2 separate regions of the Zea mays genome follow, and region 2 is linked to region 1. The links are chromatin contacts, called in public Hi-C maps. All regions are on one chromosome and are shown on one strand. Each heading gives the region's core, a stretch centred on a gene start, on an enhancer-like site or on the middle of the called end of the contact. The rest is flanking DNA. Distances are from core to core; before and after follow the strand shown.

What was found. A called contact is a pair of places that touch in the nucleus more often than the background predicts.
Region 2: a Hi-C map of endosperm shows a contact between it and region 1, with 2.0 times the contacts expected there. The contact joins the promoter of LOC103653759 here to the promoter of LOC103655564 in region 1. A contact is called at or near these places in 2 of 25 Hi-C or Micro-C datasets (endosperm and tassel).

Annotation. Positions count from the first base shown.
Region 1 is chr4:142,689,882-142,695,682 of Zm-B73-REFERENCE-NAM-5.0, forward strand. It overlaps LOC103655564, which reads right to left and starts at 3,218. Exons shown (of 10, transcript XM_020552629.2): 1 at 1,719-3,218; 2 at 121-600; 3 at 1-43. The coding sequence starts at 3,078.
Region 2 is chr4:143,273,695-143,279,495 of Zm-B73-REFERENCE-NAM-5.0, forward strand. It overlaps LOC103653759 (cell surface glycoprotein 1), which reads right to left and starts at 2,428. Exons shown (of 2, transcript XM_008680571.4): 1 at 2,000-2,428; 2 at 331-874. The coding sequence starts at 2,206. The coding sequence ends at 659. It overlaps LOC100272770 (Nucleotide/sugar transporter family protein), which reads left to right. Exons shown (of 10, transcript NM_001308272.1): 10 at 1-260. The coding sequence ends at 33.

The DNA.
Region 1 (5,801 bases), core at 1,968-4,467:
CTCTCCAAGTATATGCAGATCGTATCAAACGACTCATATACACCTGCAAGTTACGATGAGGTAAACACAAAGTAAAGCTTTGGTGCAGCTGTATAAGACAAGTGAATAAATTTACTTCACCTATCCGCAGCTCGCAGCCCCCAGCCTGAAAAAATTTACTAAAAATCTTTCTGGACTCCATAATCTCCTTAAAAGACACGAAATTTTCCACTTTCCATGTGAATGATGGCCGCTTTGGTAAAGCTTCAATCTGACATCCATAAGTTGAACTGCAAGTTTCAGAATCTTCATCTGTAAGCTCTTGCATAGTTGCTGTTTCCTTCAGAATGAGAACCTCGGCTGAAAATACAACAGTATCCTGCACAAGAAAACCTGCATCCTGATCAAAGAGGCTAGTTAATGTCACAAATTCCCGCCAACCCCAATCTTTCGCTGACTTAGAGTAACGATTCTGAGACTCTTTCATGATCGACTTCTCCTCCACTTTTTGGTTGATGACAGAGAGACGATGGCTCACAAAGCAACTCCATTCAGTAGTTGTATTTCGGGGATCTGTAACTTCCAGAAACACTGACAGGTGGCATGGCGGTTGAGACTGCCCTGGTTGCAGCAACATAAACAAAACCAAGTAAAAGGATCAGTACCCAATTGTATGAATGCCCACATGTGCAACATTGACAAGTAATCATACTCATGCTACTGAAAAATGGACACAATTTTCTTGTAGTGAAAACAAGTTCACTTCTGATGGACTAAAACCTTGGGGACTGCCATATAAATATGGACTCAGTAGCAGCACTGCAGCAGTTACTGCCCCAAAACAAAACTAAGTACTTGGTCTACAAAACTGACTTCGATATCGATGGAAGGAGCCCCAGGAAACCCAAGCTGCGACTGCAGTTGCAAATGCATATTCTACTTCAAAAGTGAATTTAAGATCAATTTGATGCTTTAATAGTTCAATATAGTCTACAGTCATATACAATAATCATTAGTCAACTCTTGGATCAGCTCCAACATAAATTGGCATTGTTTTACAATCTCAAGAAAAATAAGGATTTATAACAAAAAGAAAAAGAAAAATCAATGCTCACTGTGGTTCTCAATGATTGCTGCTACATGGGGAAAACTTATCAGTGGCATCCATTGGTTTTATGCCACATTAATAAGCACTTTATTAACAGGGACCATGGATGGCCAAAAATGGGAATCAACATGATTGGAAGAGGCAGCAGCTACTTATATAAGATAGAAAGTGTGCCTGTCATCCACAAGGACAACTAGGGCAGTCTATATGAGAGCAATAGTTATAAAACACACCTAACATATAGAAGTTATGCCAATGTATTCATTGACTGCCTGATTGGTACATTACCTATTAGCTATGTTTCTAAGTACAAATTAAGAATTGATTTTTATGGTGAAATTTTCATTAATTACAAATGAATGGCAAACTTCAAATGCATGTCTAGATTTCACCATTACAATTCCCAAACCAATTCAATCAAGCACCTCTGACGGTTTGACCATTAATTCACAATTGTTCAATCATTTAAGTATCTAAAAAAATTGTGCAGAGCATGCAGGTGTACACGTGCTTAGTTTCCTACAGCATTTTACCAAGTTTCACTCCACAAGCAGTTCAATGTATGTCCGAACAGAATCGATAAAGTCAATTTCAAAGCTAACATATGAGGAGCAAAAGCCCTAGTGCTTACCCCGTGGATAAACAATAAGACGGCAATCTCGATTCCCAACTTGAAACCGTCTGCTTTTGATACACAGACCCGCGATCTTGCGCTTTTTGAGAAGCTCCTTAAGTCTTGTGAAGCTTTCAATCCTCCACACAAACTTCCCAAAGTGTCCATCTGACTTCCTAGCCCCAGCACGCCCACCACCAGCACCACATATTCCAGGAACCATTGGCAAGCTCCGACTGAATGAGTTTGACTCCTTTATGACATGCACTGAGGCACTAAACACCACAGCTCCATCTACAAGGTATCCGCCGTCAGCAGCCAAAAACTCATCCATCTTGATGTATTCTCCCCAACCAAGACTGGCACTGTCCGCACCAAACCGACCATATGAGTCCTTGTGGATATGGCTCCCACCAGACCTCTGATTAAGGATCGAAATGCGGAAAAGACACCAGCACCCACGATCACCATCTGGCACACCACTCCCTGTACCACCTGATGCCAATGCCGATGACCCGGATGCTACCTGCACAACAGGCTCCTTGCTTTCCAGACAAACAGATAAATGCTCTGCGCCAGATACATTGCTCTGATAGACGCTAATCCGGAGCCCACAGTCAGTCCCGCCAGCAGAGGCAGATGCAGGAAAAAATGCAGGGCTCATGATCTTCTGTGTGCGGATCATTTCTCGGAAGAGGCCAAAATTGAGCACCTTCCAGTTAAAACGACCGTCGGCATCGGAGAAAGAGGCCGCCTCAGACAGCACAGATATGTCAGCAGAAATGACGAGGGCATCGTGGGGCTGGAAGAGGAAGGGGGCGGAGGAGGAGGGCGCGAAATCGCACCATCCGTGGGAGCGCTTCTTGGACGAGAATCGGTGCCAGGAATCGCGGCCCAGCGACTTGGCTGGATCGGTGGGGTGGACTACGGAGAGGCGGTAGCTGAGGAAGCAGTCCCATTTGGAGGAGGTGGTGGTCGTGGTGGATGACGACGACGACACCGGGGCTTTGGGGTCGAGGACCTGTAGGTAGAGGGAGAGGTACCCCGGCAGCGCCTGCGAGTCGCCCCGCGGGTAGAGGAGGAGGCGGCAGTCGAAGCCGCCGACCTCGAAGTATCGGCTGTAGAAGGTGCGGGCGCGGGTGCGGGGGAAGTCCGGGAGCGTCCACCGGCAGGAGGCGGAAGCGTCCCCACGGCGGTCGACCGTGAACGTCGCCGACGTTGAGTCGGACGGCGAAGGGGATGGGTCATCGGTGGTGACGGTAACCGCCGCCACGGCGGCGGCGGCGGCGGAAGTGGTGGGCTTCATGGATTGGGGATTTTTGGTTTGTTTTTCGGGGTGTGTTTTCTCCCTATTCTTTTTCCTTGGTCTTTGGCTCATGGAGATGCAGGACAGGAGCGATGGCTTGGTTGGGGTCTTGGGGAGGCGAGGAAGGTGTTGCTAGCGTGCTGTTTTTTTATTTGTTCATTATTTCTGTTTTCCTATCCTTCCGTATCTTTATTTTTGCTAATCAAAATAATGTCACATACGAATGTATCATACACCTTTCACATTTTCTCTCCTACTAGAGTTAAAATGTGTTATATGAGTAAAAGGATTTTTGGTGTGAGGAAGGGCAGGGTATCAGGTTTTATGACCTAACTAGTCGGTTGCTCGTGCGTTGCGACGGTTTACATGTAAATTATCTATAAAAAAATTCAAGATTTTTTATTAAAGGTCTCCGCCCTCCATATAATTTTTTTTATTTAGCTAACTGATGTTATTGTTTACTCCATCCAATATGTATTGGTACAACACGGCCAATGAAGTGAGCGATGAGAAGAGAGTTCACAACGAATGATTGAACGAACATATATTATAAAATTACATAATTGTCGGCGTTTCGAGACCGGGGGTCCCTAAGCCGACGAGTGAGTGTGCTGCGTGCCCCAGCCCAGATGGGTCGAGCGCGTGGGCGAGCGCGAAGGGGGAAGAGGCGAGGTGGCCGGAGACGGGCGTGAGAGAGGTGGAAGTCCCGCGGCCTTCGTGTTCGTCCCGCGCCCAGGTCGGGTGCGCTTGCAGTAGGGGGGTTACAAGCGTCCACGCGGGTGAGGGAAGCGAGCGGCCCCAAGAGAGCGCCTGTCCCGTCCTCGGTCCCGCGCGGCCAACCTTCTCTAAGAAGGCCCTGGTCCTTCCTTTTATAGTCGTAAGCAGAGGATCCAGGTGTACAATGGGGGTGTAGCAGAGTGCTACGTGTCTAGCGGAGGGAGAGCTAGCGCCCTAAGTACATGCCAATGTGGCAGCCGGAGAGATCTTGGCACCCTGCTGGTGTGATGTCGTGGCTGTCGGAGGAGCAACGGAGCTTGGCGGAAGGACAGCTGTCGGAGCGGTCGAGTCCTTGCTGACGTCCACCTGCTTCCGTAAGAGAGCTGAGAGCCGCCACCGTCATAGAGCTTGGGAGGCGCCATCATTGCCTATCTGGCGGAGCTGGTCAGATGGGACACCGGTCTTGTTCTCTGCGGCCCGAGTCGGCTCGGGGTAGAGTGGTGATGGCGCTCCCTGTTGACGTGGCGGGCCCGCGCCCGAGGCCGGGCGACGTGGGGGCTCCTCCGAAGCTGGGGTCGAATTTGTCTTCCGTTGCCGAGGCCGAGTCCGAGCCCCTGGGTCGGGCGAGGCGGAAGTCGTTCGTCAGAGGCCAGGGCGGAGTCCGAGCCTTGGGGTCGGGCGAGGCGGAGTTCGTCGTCTTCCGGGGCCGAGCCCGAGTCCGAGCCCTGGGGTTGGGCGGAGCGGAGTTCGCCGTCTTCCGGGTCTTAGCCCGAGTCCGAGCCCTGGGGTCGGGCAGAGCGGAGTTCGCCGTCTTCCGGGTCTTAGCCCGAGTCCGAGCCCTGGGGTCGGGCGGAGCGGAGTTCGCCGTCTTCCGGGTCTTAGCCCGAGTCCGAGCCCTGGGGTCGGGCGGAGCGGAGTTCGCCGTCTTCCGGGTCTTAGCCCGAGTCCGAGCCCTGGGGTCGGGCGGAGCGGAGTTCGCCGTCTTCCGGGTCTTAGCCCGAGTCCGAGCCCTGGGGTCGGGCGGGGCGGAGTTCCCTATGGCGCCCCTGGCGAGGCCTGACTGCCTGTCAGACTCACTCTATCGAGTGGCACTGCAGTCGGAGTGGCGCAGGCGGCGCTGTCCTTCTGTCAGACCGGTCAGTGGAGCAGCGGAGTGACGGCGGTCACTTCGGCTCTGCCGGGGGGCGCGCGTCAGGATAGAGGTGTCAGGCCACCTTTGCGTTAAATGCCCCTGCAACTCGGTCAGTCGGTGCGGCGATTTAGTCAGGGTTGCTTCTTAGCGAAGCCAAGGCCTCGGGCGAGCCGGAGATGTGTCCGCCGTTAAAAGGGGGGCCTCGGGCGAGACGGAAGTCCCTCGAGGTCGGCTGCCCGAGTCCGAGGCTAGGCTCGGGTGAAGCGTGATCGAGTCACTCGTATGGACTGATCCCTGACTTAATCGCACCCATCAAGCCTCTGCAGCTTTATGCTGATGGGGGTTACGAGCTGAGAATTAGGCGTCTTGAGGGTACCCCTAATTATGGTCCCCGACAGTAGCCCCCGAGCCTCGAAGGGAGTGTTAGCACTCGCTTGGAGGCTTCCGTCGCACTTTTTTGCAAGGGGACCAGCCTTCCTCGGTTGCATTTTATTCCGGTGGGTGCGCGCGAGCGCACCCGCCGGGTGTAGCCCCCGAGGCCTCGGAGGAGTGGTTTCACTCCTTCGAGGTCTTAATGCCTTGTGTAACGCTTCGGCTGGTCTGGTCGTTCCCTCATGCGAACTGGCCGTAGCCCGGGTGCACGGTCGGGGCCCAAGTTCTCGGGCTGGTATGTTGACGCTGTCAACGGTTCGGCCGGAGCCGGGTCTGCGAGAGCAGCCCCCGAGCCTCCGCACAGGGCGAGAGGACGATCAGGGACAGACTCGACTTTTTGCATACGCCCCTACGTCGCCTTTCCACAAGGAGGAGGGGGGGAGTGCGCCATGTTACCCTCGATGGGCACCGAACATGGTGTCTCCGGTGAGCTGCAAGCGGGTAATCCGAGTGGACGTCCGTGCCCCGTTCGTTGGGGGTCGGCTAGGGGCCCAGAGGCACGCCCAAAAGTACC
Region 2 (5,801 bases), core at 1,178-3,677, 580 kb after region 1:
TTGTATGCCTACTGCAAGATCAAAGGAAAGTAGACGCTGATGTCTAGTGGGATCAACTGGGGGTAGACGGTGGTGTGACTTGGTGTTTCATTCAGGGCCAGTGTGCTTAACAAAAGTAGCGTTGTTTATGCTGTTTGCTCCTACATATGGGAGAGAAATTTTGTAGGTTTCCTGTATGTATTAGACTTCAGCCCTAATGAACACTGCAAAACTGAAAAGGAAATAGAGTATACCGAATTTTTACTGTTACCTTATGAGTTATGACCGTTTCTCTTTTAAACTCGAATAGACGTGCAAAATACAATGAACTTATGTAGAAGACCCAGAAACTTTCATAGCTTACTAAAAAATCTCAGTATCCGTTTCACAAATCAATGATGCAACTACATCAAATACAGGTTTTGCAATGTACACGTTGCTTACTCAAAACATAGAAAAAGTGAGAATGCATGTCATCACAGATATCGCACTATAATCTGTAATCCGTAAAACAAAACTTTCATAGCTTTAGAAAAGCTCAGAGGTCATATAACAAACTTATGCATCTAGAGCCTATATAAGCCGGCAGTTCAAATAGAACTGAGATCTCTTGCGCGCACCAAAGACGTAGCACATTTTTTCCCATTGCCTAATCTATCACTGTTAAGCCAATCGAAAATTACTCGGTTGGCTTATCTGGGTCATCTTCCTCAGGTTCTTCCGTGTCTGGATCGTCCTCTTGTGGCTCCTCCTGAGGTGGTGCTTGTTCTTCCTCTTCCTCTTCATCATCATCCAGAGGATCATCAGCTGGCAATGGATGCGGTAATGGTGTCTTCATTGGGCTGAACTTAGGGAAGATATCAGGTCTCCTCCCAGGTTTTGGTCTCTCCCATTCCTAGCAACATTCAAACGACAGTAGAAATTAATGTTGATGTCAACATATAGAAGCGAAAAAAGTGTATGGAACATTATATCTAAATCAGTACAGTCATGTTTGAACGTTATTTTTCTAGGCTGGACAGATCGTCCACACTAGATATAATGACTCTACTGATTATATCAGATCGTCCCAAGGGAATAATCATTGGGAAAAGCTGCAATAGATCTCCAATCGTTATTTTGGTTGTACAAAAAATCATTACCAAGAAAGGCTAGGATTAGTATCCTCATATATCAGACCATGTAATCCATACAATCGTGAAGCCATTTACATAGTCTGGCCTTAGTTCACCTAAACAGCTCATGACTGCTCGTCATAACATTCTATCACTTTAATGATGGAAGTCTTACAAACAAAAGAATATACACAGAAGCTACACATTCGGAAGACAGGCACTGCTAAAGGACATTTAGGGCTTATTTGTATACTGTAATCAGTATTTAGGGGCGAATATAAATTTGATGCTCCAAATATCTATCAGCACAACGAGCTACTAGCTGCAAAACAACCTCAAGAGTCTATGGCAATAAAGATTTATGTTTGGACAGATGAATGTATTACATTCATAATAGAGCAGAAGGTTAGGAGTTATCATTTCGTAGGGGTACCTTCGCCAGAGAGATACGAAATGGCAAAACCCTAAAAAAATAGATGAAGGCTGAATCCACGTCTGGAAGCTAAAGCATAAGGGCCCGTTCGGTTCACACGGAATGGAAGACTGGAATAGTTCCTACCCAAATTGCTTATTTAATTTGTATAAGGGCCCGTTCGGTTCACACGGAATGGAAGACTGGAATAGTTCCTACCCAAATTGCTTATTTAATTTGTATAAGTTTTGATCAACAGGAACAATTCTTGGTGCATTCCTGCAGAAACGAACAGGCCTAAGCATAATCCTACCCAACCGGAAGAACCTGTCCACACAACTTATGTACCATTCCTACTGATTTTGTCTACCCCAGTCCCTAAACCGGTTCTTGGTCAGTTTAACGGACCCAAAAGATAAGCCTCCTCCAATCCTACCAGGACAAGCTGCTAAATCAAATGAAGTGAAGGAAAGTTGAAGGGCACGAGAATTACGATGGGGAAATCCAGGGGCGACCGCTTCGTAATCTTCTCCTCATCAGGGGCCGCGCAGACCACGAGGGCGTTCCACCTGCACCGCTTACTTCCGGGAACCGGCACGCGCGCGAGGGCGGAGGCCGACGTGGAGACGCCGAGGGCGCTGGGCGCAGCCGCCATGGGCGGGGCGGCGGGCGGTGCCGAGAGACACCATGGGGACGTCATGCAGGAGGGGAGCTCAAGGGCCCTCGCTTCGCTTGGGCTGTTGGCTGGAGGAGTCGGGTTGGAATTTGGGTTCCGCCTCCGTGTGGCTTGGTGGAGTAGCGGTGGCTTGCGAGTTGCGATTGTGAAGAGAATTTGACAAACATGCACCGACTACGGCGGGCTTCAGACTTTTGGCACTGTTATCGTGACAATTGAAATCGTGGCACTATAATCCTTCATGTTTTGAAGATTTAGCATCGGGCCGCTTAATGGTTATTAGCATTTTTGCTCTTCTCTTCGTGCCATCGTGCCGTTACTTCCCTCGGCGCTGTCATCCTCTACCGTATTTCATTCTCCCTTTCCTCTTTGTCGCCCTGGTCGTCATCTTCCTCCCTCGGCTCTGTTCATCGCGCACTGCGGTGCCTTCCTCCCCTGTCCTTCACTGGATCTTGCCCTTCCCTGCTGAGCAGGTTCCGCCTCAGGCGGATCCTGCGCCTGTGATCCATTGCCGCCCCGCCGACGCTGGTGAGCTCTCCTACTTCTGTAACCCTAGGGTTTGCAGATTAGGCTACCGTCATGGAACCTGCCGCGGAGCTATGTGCCTAGAACCTGTCCGCGTCCGTTGCTGCAGCCCGTGACACAATGAATGCTTCTGCTACCGCTTGTATAGTTGCTGGTGATTACTGCGCCACATTTTCCTTAGGTAACGATGTGGTTTCTACGCTTGATGTTCTTGAATCCGCTGTGGCGGCGGAAAAAAGTGCTATGCGTTCTTATCAACAGGCGAGTGCAGCCGTCGTTTGTGCTAAGGAGACATTGGCCAAATACTGTGAGGTTTGTATTCTCAAACTTTTACTGAGCCAGGCAACGCTTGAGATATGTTTGGCATGTGATTTGTTGCAGCCCTGTGATGGAATTGTAGAAACTTGAGTGCTGTTTTCAGGCTTCTAAAACATGTGAGGTGATATAATTGCTTAGCCTTGTGATTGAATTGTAGAAAGCTGAGTGCAGATTTCAGGCTTCTGATAATTTGAGATGATCAAGTTGCTTAGCCCTGTGATGTTTTCTTTGAAAATAGTGAACTGTATACTACACTTGTTCTTTTTTTGCTGAAAAATTATTGAGGGCAATTGGATCTTTGTGATGACAGTTGAACTGAGGCCATGGTTGCAAAATTCTCTGTTTGATGATGTTTCATTGAAAAAATTGACCTGAGGCTTGTGATAATGTGAGATGATCTACTTGCATAGCCCTATGATGTTTTCTCAAAATAGTGAACTGTATACTACACTTGGTTTTGTTTGCTGAAAATTACTGAGGGCATATGGCTTTTTGGAGGCTTCAGATTATTGGCAGTATGGCTATTTGTCTGAAAACAACACTATGATGATATGTGGCAGTTTGAGGGCATATGTTCTGATCCTAAACCCTCAATTGAGGGTATGTGCCTGTTTGTTCAGTTGCCCTATGATGTTTTCTTTCAAATTTTAGAAATGTATACTACATATGATGTTTTTAAAAAAAAACTGAGGGCATATGGTTGTCTTGTTCAGTTATCAGTTCACTTTGGCAGTATGGCTATTTGTCTCAGCCTATTTGTTGTTGTGCTGTTGTGACCCTAAACCCTCATTCATGTTTACAGCTGCCTGTTTGTTCAGCTGAGGGAATGTGCCTGTTTGTTCAGTTGTCAGTTGCCCTATGATGATTTCTTTGAAATTTTAGAACTGTATACTACATATGATGTTTTTTTCAAAAACTGAGGGCATATGGCTGTCTCAGCCTGTTTGGTGTTGTGTTGTTCTGACCCTAAACCCTCAGTTCATGTTTACAGTTGCCTGTTTGTTCAGCTGAGGGTATGTGTCTGTTTGTTCAGTTGTTAGTTCCACTACCTCCTCATATGGCTGTCCATAGTCTGATGTTATTATATTTTTTTGCAGATGAACAAAAAACTTGCGCATGCACTCATATATGTCATGTCTCAAATGAGTGATACATCTAAGAAACTACAAGATACTGCCTCTTTCTGCTACACAGATGAAGACGTTGTAGATGGTTTCATGATGACTCAAGTAGCTCGTTCAATGGACGAGTTAGCTGAAATGCTAGAAGTAACTTCAATTGACTGTTAGGTTTCGATGATGGATCCAACAACTATATTAGAAGCTGGCTATGGAAGTGAAGATAGTGCGGTGTGGGAGGACGTATTCCGTGACTGAGAAATAATGAATCAGCCATTAGAAGCGGAGACACTTGCTGAGCACTGTGCTAAGTGGGGGCTTAGTTACAATGAGATATGGGATAGATCAGTGTAACATTGTCTTGTGTAGTTCTTTTGTAATGAGTTCAGCTAGATGAACTAGTATTGTAATGAGTGAGTTGCAAATTGTAAGACAAGACATCATGAACTACTTGTTGGTTCTTATTTGCTATGAAATGCTGTGATGACTCAGGTACATCTTTGGGGAACTAGCCTTTAGTTGAATTTTTCCTAGGCTTTCGCTTCCTGTTTTGACAGAAATTAGTTAATATCATAAAATAGACAGTTGCACAAATAATTTAAACCAGAAATAATGTAACCTTTTCTTTGTGCCATTTAATGGACATTTGTAGCTTGCTTTCCTGTGGCCTAGTTCACCACAGTTTGGACACTTCAACACTTAGGTATGGTCGACAGCCACCCTTGAAACCAGAAATGCATGGACCGAGCGCACAAAAAATCGACTGAAGAAAGGACGACCCTCATCCATTTTTACATCAAGCTCGATGATACTATCCGGTGACTTTTGCATAACTGCTTCTCTCCAACGTCATAGTAGCTGAAAGCTCTCTTCCCAACTTCCAAATAATTTTTTCAAAGCTTTCTCTTTCCCATGCCAAATTGTGTCATATGCAATTGTATAACCAAAAGTGTCCTGCAATGTAGTTTGTAGCTCCTTAGCACCCATATGAGGCTTCTTCATTAGTAAAGGAAGCGCACGTGCCACAACCCAAGCTCCTGTAGGTGTAGTCGTCTTACGTCTACCACTCGACGTACAAGTATGTTTGTCATTCAAGACAATTACCTGAAAATTAGTTAAAGTTTCATGTACCATATAACCACGAATAGAAAGATACATATTAAGTACAAACAGATATATTCTCAGCTTACTTGAATTGTTGGAGCCCCTTTCCTCTCCGGTCTAGCATGATGCTCCAAGGGCAATCAGGCCCTTTACAATACCCTCTAAATCTAGTCTTATTGGTTGCCTCAATTCCAAGCTCAAATTCTTTATTTATGGCGTATTGTCTAATTGCGAGTCTGAAGTGGTGCATTGTTGCATATAAGCTGCCAGGCTCCATAACTGGATTATTCATATCATATATTGTCCTATTTTCATCAAGCACTGAATCAGAACACAGAATGTCTCCTCCCAATTCATCTTCACATGGAATGCTATTTCCAAAACGGGAAGCACTTGAATCATCTTCCCTTCCATCATCTTGATTATCTAGTACAAGCTGAAAATATAGTCCTTGTTCACTAGTAACATCATTTCTTCCTTCTTCGTTGTTGGTTTCTTCTACCATTATTGAATACCAATCGATATCATGCATTCCATGGCCACTCCCCTATTCA